Regions from separate parts of the Mus musculus genome. Here region 1 is linked to region 2. A link is a contact called in public HiChIP or PLAC-seq data. All regions are on one chromosome and are shown on one strand. The core of a region is the stretch at or near the end of the contact, and the rest is flanking DNA. Distances in the headings are between cores, read along the strand shown. Region 1 overlaps Snd1 (staphylococcal nuclease and tudor domain containing 1). Region 2 overlaps Snd1 (staphylococcal nuclease and tudor domain containing 1).

The links. HiChIP or PLAC-seq counts read pairs in DNA pulled down with a chosen protein or histone mark.
Region 1: an H3K27ac HiChIP or PLAC-seq map of microglia shows a contact between it and region 2, with 4 times the contacts expected there. The contact joins two enhancer-like sites. A contact is called at or near these places in 1 of 484 Hi-C or Micro-C datasets (liver) and 4 of 115 datasets of contacts at active chromatin or transcription factors (astrocytes, embryonic stem cells, large pre-B cells and 1 more).

What each region holds. Positions count from the first base shown.
Region 1 is chr6:28,877,727-28,883,322 of GRCm38.p6, reverse strand. It overlaps Snd1 (staphylococcal nuclease and tudor domain containing 1), which reads right to left. Exons shown (of 24, transcript NM_019776.2): 18 at 2,985-3,126; 19 at 1-65. Among named protein-coding and RNA genes, the nearest start is that of Lrrc4, 49 kb to the right of the region's middle. Within about 2 kb of position 2,547, at least 10 of the 459 cell types and tissues checked have an H3K27ac peak or open chromatin away from gene starts, as enhancers often do. A contact at or near this core is called in microglia, where this site is marked.
Region 2 is chr6:28,619,149-28,624,604 of GRCm38.p6, reverse strand. The region is part of intron 10 of Snd1 (staphylococcal nuclease and tudor domain containing 1); the gene reads right to left. Among named protein-coding and RNA genes, the nearest start is that of Snd1, 140 kb to the right of the region's middle. Within about 2 kb of position 1,869, at least 65 of the 459 cell types and tissues checked have an H3K27ac peak or open chromatin away from gene starts, as enhancers often do. A contact at or near this core is called in microglia, where this site is marked.

The DNA of each region.
Region 1 (5,596 bases), core at 1,298-3,797, 260 kb before region 2:
CTCAACAGGAGGGTGACTGGAGATGTCATTGCGCATGTTCTCCATCAGCTTTTCCAGCTGGGTGCCTGCAGGAAAAAAAGGGCAGTGAAACTTGGGGTCCCACTCCTGGTGACCTGGGGACTAAGCATGGTGTGAAGTTCCAGGGGGCTCAAGCACTGGCTCCCTCAGCCCATGCAACAGAGTTCTTTGTGGCTCTCACTCAAGAGGCTTCATGGCAGCCATATTCAAAAGCAAACTTGGTGACCTGCTAATACCAGGGTCTTGCATGCACTGTACTGGCCATGTTCTAATGCACTAGCCATGGCTAAAGGAGCCCTGGGGAATTGCCTGGGCCTTCCAAATTCTTTTTCAAGTAGTGGGGATGGCGCACAGGGCCTGTGCATGCTAGGGAACTATCCTACTGCTGAGGTACATTTCTTGTGGCTAGGTCTTGACTGAGAAGGTAGGAAGGAAAATAGATACTGAGCAAGGCAGAATAGCTTCTAGAACAGGGCTGGGACTCTGGACCCCATGATTAGCAGGAGCCGATCTGCCCAATGTCTCTTGGGGGCAAAAAGATGGATCACTTACAACCACAGACAGGAAAGGACCTCAGAGTCAGAGCCTTGAAAGATGGCAAGTAATTCTGAGTGGGGCCCAGAGGCTCTACCTACTCACAGGCACTCTGACCCCTGTCACCCTGTGAAATTCATGTGGAACAGCACTTCCAGGTGCTGCCAGGCCAGGGCCCTCTCAGTGCCTGCTCTCCTGCCTGGTCTCCCTGGCTGAGGGTTGTAGCCCTTGTTACTTCCCTATAGCTACGTGACCAGCCCTGGCAGTTCCTGAGGTCACCTCCCTTCTCTGGCTCCGTCCTGCAGTGGCCTTCTTCCCTAGCCCGGCTTTGCTGGGCATCAGCTCCCTGTGGCCTGTCCTTTCATGGCCCTTCTGACCCAGATGCTACTTCAGCCTCACAGCCTCTTTGCTCTCTTCTGCCTCATAGGTGAGAACAGGGCTGGTGATGTATAGTCTATGTGTGGTATTCTTCTCTCCCTTCAGGGCTGAGGCCACACTGTAACAGGTTAAACTTGCCACCATCCACTGTCTAAGTTCCTTGTCTGTGTTTATGTTTTTGTCATTACACTGTGAGCTCCTTCAGGGCACAGACCATAGCTCACTTGATTGTTTACTTGCACAGGTCTGGTAGGATCCCCAGTGCATGCAGGGTGCTTAATAATTCAACCACCCTGAAATGATCTCTGCATATGCAACACATGTCATCTTCCTGGGCTGCTGTGCACCCACGGTCCTGGCACTCAGTCAACTGAGTGTGAGGCCTCTGGGCTCCTCCAGAGTGCTCCCTGCCCAGATACCCAAGCTCTAGGCACTGGGAAGCAGCCTTTACATTGACAGGTTTGAATTCGGTCTACTTTTAGTTTATTGGATTTTTAGGTTCCCAGGCAACAGAAAGAAAGAGGCTCATGCCTCCTGCCAGCAGCCACAGCCTCCTGGAGGTCCTTATATAGGGTCTGCCTGGCCACCTGCAGTTAATGTTTCTATCAGTTCCTGTGTGAAGATGGGCTTTAATAGAAAGAGGGGCAGGCAGGGTGAGAGGATGTGCCTTGAGGAGTCCCAAGGTTCAAAGAGGGAGGCTAAAGACCCTGGGCTTATTTTCATGGATTGAACAGAGCCACCTGAGGGTTGCAGCCTCCTGGTACTGTTAGAAGCCAGTGACAACATTCTAGGAATGCTAGCTTTCTATGGGCCTCTTTCTTTCCCATTTCTTCCCTGGACTCCACTCTCTCCAAGTATCTTGGCTTTCTGAGCAGCCAGAGACAGCCTGATAGGGTTCCCTGATGAGGGAGTCAGGCAGGAAATGTGTACCCTCAAGCTCTGCCTCTGAACGCAGTGGGGCCAGTTAAGGAGGTCCTTCTAGGTGGGGCCTGTGGGTGGATCTTGTCCCTGGGCAATCCTCTCTCAGGCTTTCCAATGGCCACTGTAGCTGTTCTTGCGGTCACCCACAGACCTAATGTCTACTTAGACGCTGTGAGGTAACACGCCTTTTCCATCAGGCAGCCCAGTCCGGAAAGCTGGTTGCCTTCAGGAGAAGTGAGTCCCCTTATCAACCTTCCCCCTCCTCCTTTTCTCTTCCCAAGCAGAGCCTACACAGGATAAGGAAGAGAGAAGTTTTCCTGGTGAAATGACAGCACCACAAAGCAGCTGCTTGGGAAATATCATTAGAGGGGAAGTGGCTGAGACAGGCTGCTGGCAACTTGGAGAAGGCTTGGAGGCAGAATTGAGGAAGCTAGGCAAAAACCATATCCTGCCATTCCTGGGGCTGCCCATATCTGCATATCCCTCGGTTGGGATTTGGCTCCTTGGACCCAAAGGTCTAAGAGCTTGACCCTTTCTTCCCAACAAAACTGCTTCTTGCCTAGAGCAGATTGAAGAGGAAGGAGGTCAGGGGAAGGAAGAGTGGCTGCCGCTAGAACGGTCTCTACTGAGATGGCCATCGGGTGGTGGACTGAGCATAGGAGAAAGGAGAAGGTCCTTCACAAAGAATGCCAGGGGATAGCTTCCCCTAGAGACTGCTTGTTGTCATGGAAACTGGCCACTACAATTCTACACTAACCAACCTCTGTAGGAGAAACCACCTCAAGGAGAGGGACAAGCTTGTACCCTTCTGGTCCTCTGTAAGAAGAGGGCCCCCTGATCATATCAGACAATCTGCTCCATGATTCCTGACACACTTAGGCAACAAATCCTCACGCTCAGGGCTGCCAGGGGTGTCTGAGAGGAAAACCATTACCTAAGAGTCTCAGAGAACCACCCAGATGAATCTATAATGCCACCTGTCCTCAGAGGACCTGCTTGGCCTGCCACATGTCCACTCCAGGGCTCACTTGTGGGTAGCAGAGGTGACATAGTCCCAGTGCGATGGAGGCAGGGGCAGTAGCAGTTGTAAGTTCCGTGGGGGATCTGTGAGGGGGCAGCACACAGGCACTCACCAGTCTCCACATCTTGCACATAGAAGTGCAGGTCATCTGTGATCTCGGTCACAAACACCGGCTTGTAGCTGGCAGAGCGCTCCTTCTCCTCCAGCACAGGCATGACCTCCTCCACAGGCCGCTCCTCATAGTGGGCCCAGACCTGCAGGTGCGGTAGTGAAGACAGGGTAGCTGAGGGGGACATCGCTGAGGACCCCCAACCAGGGGCTTTGGGTAAATAGGTGTTGCCCTTGGGTAAGTCTGGGGTCACTGCAGGGCTGATTCTGAGCAGGAAAGCTGGAGTCTCTGAAGTTCCAGGTTAGAGGGTCATGATTCTGACAGATATCAAACTGGAAGCTTATTTAAAAACAGGCTCCAGGATCTCACCCCAGGCTTATTAAATTAGAATCAAACCGAGTTCCAGGTGATCCCAGGAGTAGAGTGTAAGGATCCCACCAGTGAGCTGCCTTGGCTTTGGGCAGTCTGCTCAGTCCCTCTAGTTTCAAACCTCCACCTCCCTTCCCACAGTGCTCTGCAAGGTCACTCTGCAGGTCATTTCTATGGCCACTCCTGTTCCTGAGGCACTCCTAGTTGCAGCTGGGAATGGGGGACTTGGCTCTGTGAAGAACTGTTTTTCTTGTGCTCTGGATTCCTCACCTCCAGCAGGTTGCTCTGACCTCAGCTCAGAGGCTGGGCCACCCTCTCCACACTTCCCTCTCTTCTTGCCTGCCTGCCTTCCTTCCTTCCTTCCTTCCTTCCTTCCTTCCTTCCTTCCCCATGCCCTGTGCCAGAGCTGCAGCAGCTCAGAAGTTGATTCGACGTGACAACGCGTCAAGTCCAATCCTGCGGCCAGGAGATTAGCCAAGTAGTGAGGCCTGTCAGCGCAGGGGAGGGAGGTGGCTCTCCAGCTGAGTAGCAGGAAGTGGATGGGGAGGCAGGAGACAGGACCACACATGGCATCATGAAGACGTGTACAGAGGAAGAGGATGATATTAGCCTGAAACCTTCTTGCTCACCAGTGCCACGAACCTTCTAAACACTCTCTAGGTATCAATCCAGTTGAGCCTTACAACAACCTTTTTGAATGAGTATAACACTATTCCTCTTTTGCAAATGGGGAAACTGAGGTACACAGGTGTGCAGTCAGAAGTAGGCCCTTGGTGATGGTTGGGTGTCTGGAGGCAAGAGGCAGCACAGGGGGGCTCTGGGGAAGGCTTAGCGGCATGCACATTTACCCTTTACCTCGTGTTGACTTTAACAAGTGATCCCTGGGTCTACTTCCTTTGATTAGAACATTAACATCTAGTCACTGACATTCTCAGCTAATGAGCAGGTTCTTGGGTGGCCCCTGGAAGGAGCTGAAAGGCAGGCATGCTACAATTATGGAACCTCCTTGAGTCACCCCAGGCTTACACTTCTGCCTTTCTACCAAAAGGAGAGGCAAGAGTTTAGGGGCTATCGAAGGGAATGGCTAAACCTAGGCCTAAGTTTTCCATCATTCCACATAGAGAAAGAAGTGCCTTTCACAATGCCACGTGTAGGGCTTACTCTGGCTAGGTTCTAGCTGCTAACATCTGTCTCCATCACTACTACTGTCGTTCTCATTCCATCACCCAGGGACTTAAGACATGCACCAGCACCAGCACCAGCCCTGGTTGGCCAGGAGAAGCAGCCAGTGGGTGCTAATGCCCACTGTCTTCACTAACACCTCAAGTTAGTCAAGTTCCCTATGACAGGACAGGACAGTCATGGAAGCTTTCAAACAAGGCCTTCAGGTCTTTCCTCTAGGCTTCTCTGGCTGGAATGGGTCAGCTTAGGCAGTCATTCTTATCGACTGGGCTCTTGGAACTCCACAGATCAATAGGACTCACACAGCCTCTAAGACAAGCCTGTCATCACTGCCTTAAATGGGCTGAGCCACTGCCAGCCACCTCTCTGACCCAGGAGTCTTCTCCTTCCTGCCAGCACCCATGCTTCTCACCCTCGATCTCTCAGCACCCTGGTGCATGCCTGCTTGGGTTATCTGCAGTGGCTCTTTCCTCCCCTCCCTGCTCTGCCTACTCCTCTAGCTGCCTCTTTCCAGGCTTGCAGCTTGGTAAAGAGACGAGGCCTCAGTGCTGGCTGATGGAGAGGATCTGAGAGCCATTCAGAGACCAACCCTCCCCCACCCTACTTCCTGGGCTGTGGCTGCTGGGGAGGGCTCTCCTCAGCTGCGTTGATGAATCTGGAGCTGACTGACAGGGTGAGAGCAGAAACTGCTAATGAGTCCTCAAGTGAAAGAGCCCTAGGCGACAGCACCGGGTTCCCTCCCTGGGGAGAGGGGGCGGAGCTTTGTTCATCTCAGGCTCAGGGGGGTAACAGGCTGAGGTCACCAATGATGCAAATGAAAGTCTGACAGATCCCTCCCCCTCCAACCCCAGGTCGGATAGCTCACCTGGCAGAGGGAGTACATACTGCCACCTGGGATGAGAAGACAATGAAAACAAGGTGCCTAGCTGGCTCCTATGGAGTGGCAGGTGCTGTGGGCTGCTGAGAATCAGGGCTAGAAGAGGGAGAGCTGCTCCTCAGGGAAGGAACCTTGAGTCTAAGTGAGAATTCAGCTCTTTGGATTTGGCTCTTTGGTTCCTTGTTTT
Region 2 (5,456 bases), core at 620-3,119:
GTGCCATGGCCAAGAAGATCGCTTATGGGAATGGAAACAATTCTTTGCGTAACAAGGGATTCTGAGCTTTACATTCACCCCTCATGGCCATTTACCTCCTCTGTGAAATTAACAAAAAAAAAAAAAAAAAAAAAAAAAAAAAAAAAAAAAAGGAATTATTGTTCCACCATTCTCCCAGGAAGAGAAAACACATCTTTTCACAGATCACATGTAGGAATCTACTACATGAAGCAGAAAGAGCATGGGTATCCAAGCTCAGAACAAGGTACTGAGATATCAGAACCATTGTGTATGTTGAGGCATGTCGCTAAACATGGTAATACTACAGGAACAAGAGAAGAGCCAAACTGGAGGTGCATAGTGAGAGTGACACAGTCTACAAAAATGCTGGGTATTAAGAAAAAAATGGATGTAGATATTTTATAAATGTCCAGGAAGCTAGGTGCGATCAAGGGAACATACATTAAGACACTGTTAAGTAGAAGTAAACCATCCTTACTAGTTATAGAAGCTGAATCTAAGAAAACTCAACCGTCCCCTCCCCCCAGTTTAAAGAAAACACAAACAATTCCTGGCCAGGAGAGCCCTTCCTCCCGACACCTATCAGCTGTAACGACTCATGCTAGGGTGGGCTTCTTCATGGTGTGGTGAGCTTTGAGTCATCCGTGCCCCTATAAAGAACCCCATTCACTCTTGTAATTCCAGTGAACTTACTGGTTTGCCAAGATGATCTGTGCTGAGTCAATGTTTGCACCAAGGGTAAGAGATACCAGAAACAATCTAGAAAGAGTATCTGATGTCACTATGGCACAGGAAACTTTCTGACAGATTTCAGTTGCTAGTAATGGCAGGATTCTGCTTTGTTTCTCGGTAAGGAGGCTCAAAACCAAACAAAGCCTGGCACATGCCAGGAAAGCCCTCTACTGCTGAGCTACATCCCAGTTGAACAGGATTTTTAATACAGACAAAAAAATCAATGGTTATCAGAATCAGCCCTCAGGAATAAAAAGAACCAATAGACTCATACTCACCAAACAAGAAAGAAAAATCTATTTACAAAGAGTAGCAGTTTGATTACAGAAGCCGTAGTGAACAAAAATGTTTTAAATTAATTGAACAAAACAATGATGCTGACCACACACAGGTTTATGCCATGTCACAACACCTGAATTTCCCAGCCTTCCCTGCATACCCTACATGGGAAAATGAGAGTTGACTGAAACGCTAATACTGAAAATGGAAGGCAAGAGCTACCTTTCCAGAAGTATGCCAAGTAAGGACACAGAATGATACACACGTATGTGTGGTTATGTAAACAAGAATACTATCTGAAGACCCTCTTTCCAGGATGGACTGATACGAAATCCCCTCAGAAGATGGGAAGTGAGGACAGTGTATCAGCAGGCACCCAAATAACAACAAACTCAGAGTCTGACTGTGTGTCTCTCGGGAAGCCAGGAGGAACAGAAAGTACAAGTGAACACAGAGTGAGTGATCTTGCTACTCTAACCCTTCAGAGCCAGGAGCTATTGACATCTACAAACATCTTACAAGAGAGAGATTAGAAGTCCCAAAGAAGCCACAAAATAAAAGCAATTCTTCTAAATTACCAGGTCCATAAAAGCCTTTGAAATCTCAAAAGAGGCAATTGAGGTATGGAATGTATTCTGGGGAAGAGGAGAGCAGTTGAGTCCCTGCTAAAAGGAACTGTCTAGTTTAGATTCTAATTTACATGGAAATATTTTTTTCAAAATAAAAATAGAAGAGAATGCTTGCTTTATCTGGTGGGCGGATAATACACAAACCAATATGGGCTGTAATCACCGTTCCTCCTGAGAACTGACACTGCGTGCGGGCCCTGTAATGACTCACATTACAGCCGGAAGAGATAACTACAGTCATCCGTCCCTCTCCTTAAGAGAGAGCCCAATACTCACAACTCAGCATATGAGGACACAGCTGGCCTTTTGACAGGAAGCATTTTAGGCCAGTAGACAAAACTGAGAAGTGTTGGGTCAAAGATCTTTTGAAGAGCAAAAAGAGACTTCCTGTCAAATCCTTGCTTTCAGGCTTTTCCTAGTCTACCCTGAAAAGCTGTAGCCATAAGATATAACGACCCTGAGACAGTACAGTACTTCTTGAGGTTCAACAGACACAAATTATGGATCTGGGGATAAAGAAAAGGTGGCTAAGTATGTTCTAGTAAGACCTTTAAAGTTCTCTATCAAAAAGACAGAGCAAAGGAAAGGGGTAAAGGCAAGAATTACTGGGCAATAAGAAAATGAGGGTGGAGAGTTAGTCAGAGGAAGCTTAAGCAGGGCGCTGACATAATGTGCTTGTGGCAGGCTTCACACAAGTTACATCTTCTTAGAGATTCAAGAAACGGTCATCTGAAGACAGCTGAGGAGATCTAAGTGTGAGCCATGAGTGTGCCTCATGGTTCAAGACAAGATAAAGGACACTAGGCCCCAGAACAGAAGGCAGCAACAGAGGCGATAGGAAAGGCAGCTCATTTCCCAACTGCTCCTCACACAGTACTTCTTGAAGGGATGTGAGTAACATTACCCTGCTCTTTAGATGGAGGATTTCCACTGTAACAAGTGAAACGACATAAATTAGTAAATTAATACAGCGATCTAGGTAGAACATGATACTAGATTACAAAAGGGCGGTAGCAGTATCAAAGGCAGATACCAAACACAACAGGAAATGTCAAAGAAAGGAAAGAATCAAGGATGAATTGGAATTGAGCAAAGAATGAGCAGAGATCGTCAAAGAAAAGGGAAACCATAACTGCTTTGACTATGGAGAGAGGGCACAAGCAGAAGCTGAGCTTGAAAGCTTCAGCTGCTAAGATCTACATAAAGCTGACCAGGCAGCTGGACACACAGATAGGGAACTGGGCTGTGTATAAACTGGCTTACTAGTTAGTGTGAAAGCCACTGTGTGAGGTGATACCTGGGTTCACAGTCCGGGCCATGGTTATCTGTCTGGGATGACGAGTACTGAATGTGCAGTGCATAAGGAGAGAGAAGGAGCAGCCGTGAGCAGAGCAGAGGACACTAGAAGACTAGCTGAGCAGAAGGGTGATCGTCTGTATTAAGTACTGCAGTTAGCCAAGCAAGACAGGCCTGAAGGGCCAAACTCTCTCTCCAGCTAAGCATGGTCTAGGCAGCTATGCCCAATCTAAGAATAAGTATACAAGACACTAGGAAGAAAGCAAAAACATGAGTGAAGGGAAAACAGGCGTAAAGGATTCCTTCGAAAGGTGCTGAAAACCAGTCAAAAATAAGGTCACAGCTGCCAGGCGAATAGGGTTTCAGGAGTTTAGGTTTTAATTTCAGATGAGAGAAATGACAGACATAGTCAAGCAGTGACCAGATGAGTGACATCAGAAGAGAGGAAGTAACTACCCTTATATACCAATAGAACAATGGCTTTACACAGAGCACCCTATTACTGCTCAACATCTGTTAGATGCAGGGTTTTGTCAGGAGGAGGAACACAAGGTGTGGTGGAACTCATGCATGGCAAGAAACTGACAAATTAAAACAAACAAACAAAAAGGTGAAAGAACAGGCAGACTCTGTGTAGATACTTCACTAGTAACTCAGAATGGTAAGTTTAAGAAAAAAGAATAATATTACTAACAGTAACATTACAACAATCACTCTGACAAAAATACTTAAGACTTAAGAATGTGGGGAAATTGGAATGTCCTTTACCTACTGTTAGGAATATGAAACGTTACTCTCACACAGTGCTGAGCACTGATATTTGCTTGACACATTCCTCTAATTAATGAATGCTACTTACAGGTAAGTATGGACTCGCGGACCTAGAAAATTCTTACATAAGGTAGACAAGTATTACAGTGTCCATATTAACACTGTGTACAGTGTAGTTGTATAATGGAATACAGAACAATTAACTTGAATTAGGACAACATAACCATGGAATAAATTTGAAAATAATATTGAACAGAAGAAGAAAGTTCCAGAAAGACATAGTACAACTCTACAATATAGAATAAACAAAAAGAATATTATCTATTCATAGACACATGTCAGCCACAAAGCAAAACAACAAAAAAAACCAATCTCTCTCTCTCTCTCTCTCTCTCTCTCTCTCTCTCTCTCTCTCTCTCTCTCACACACACACACACACACACACACACACACACACATATGACCCATGGCTAATGGTTACCGATGCAGGAGAGAGGAAGATAAGGGCAGTAGACAAACAGGGTTAATGATGACTCCCAGGTCCAGGCACCTCCAAACACAAATGTAATATATGATATTAAGAAGCAAATGTGGGATAATGTTCAGGCTGGAAACAGAAGGCAGGTGCTGATTACCACTAAACCTAGTTGATCGCCTTCAGCCATTCCTCACCACGTCTTGTCCTTTTATTCCTGTGTGCATCAGACTAACTGGCTGTTATTCCCCTCACAGAGCATATATTATATTCTTCCCTATCACAAAGGGAGAAAAGACAGCCCAGCAAAGATGTGGCTTTCCATGATGCAGAGGGATTATTTAACTACAAAATGTGCTATGAGATAAACAGGGTCAATAAGAAGTTTGACTTTTGTCTTAAAAATGAAACAAACTATAATATATTAATTAATGTAGCCAAGCAGAATTATACTCTGTGATGATCTTAAAACTGACTGCTGAATTAAAATAAGAACAGACATGCTCAGACTTAAATGTATAAAATTTCAAACAGTAAATAATGGACCAGTCCCAGTAGCTCTGCCTTACATGGCATTTTAATAAACAAAGGCTGCAATTTCCATTTGAATTATAGACTTAAAATAGGAACAGTATCACATGCCCTCCGCATATTTACAATCAAGGACCTTTCAATTCCCTTGGCAGCCAGGAGACAGGATCCAAAAGGATATCCACTAGTTTGTAGTCCTGAACACACAGAGCAGCACATTTCTATTTATTTATTAAAAGTGTCTGCTAAGCACAAAGCTTAGCACAGCACAGGGGAAGCTTCACCTTGTAGCCATCTTGGCCAAATGGGCAATACCTAAGTATTTCTGCAGGAGTGTGCACAAACTGCGCATTCTCAAACCACGCCCAGGAGTAGTTGCTGTGGCGGTAGGGAGAGGTGTCAGCTTTATTTCTTAACTAGCTCTATGTATATTTCCCATTTAAAACACACCTTAAGAATAAACAAGTCTACTAGAAAGGCACAGACAGATATGGGTAAGTACTAAATTACAATCTAATACTGCTCTTACATATTCCGGGGAGAAACAGAAAAAAGGTTCACAAGCCACAACTGAAAATGTTGGGGAGAAGTAAAGAAAGAACACAGATGTGCTTAGTCTAGAAGTCAATGCCACAAAAGACAAAAGTAAGCAGAAAGTTTAGAAAGGCAGGAAAGCCATAGTGAGGTGCCTGACTGACGATAAGATGTTTCAGTATAAATAA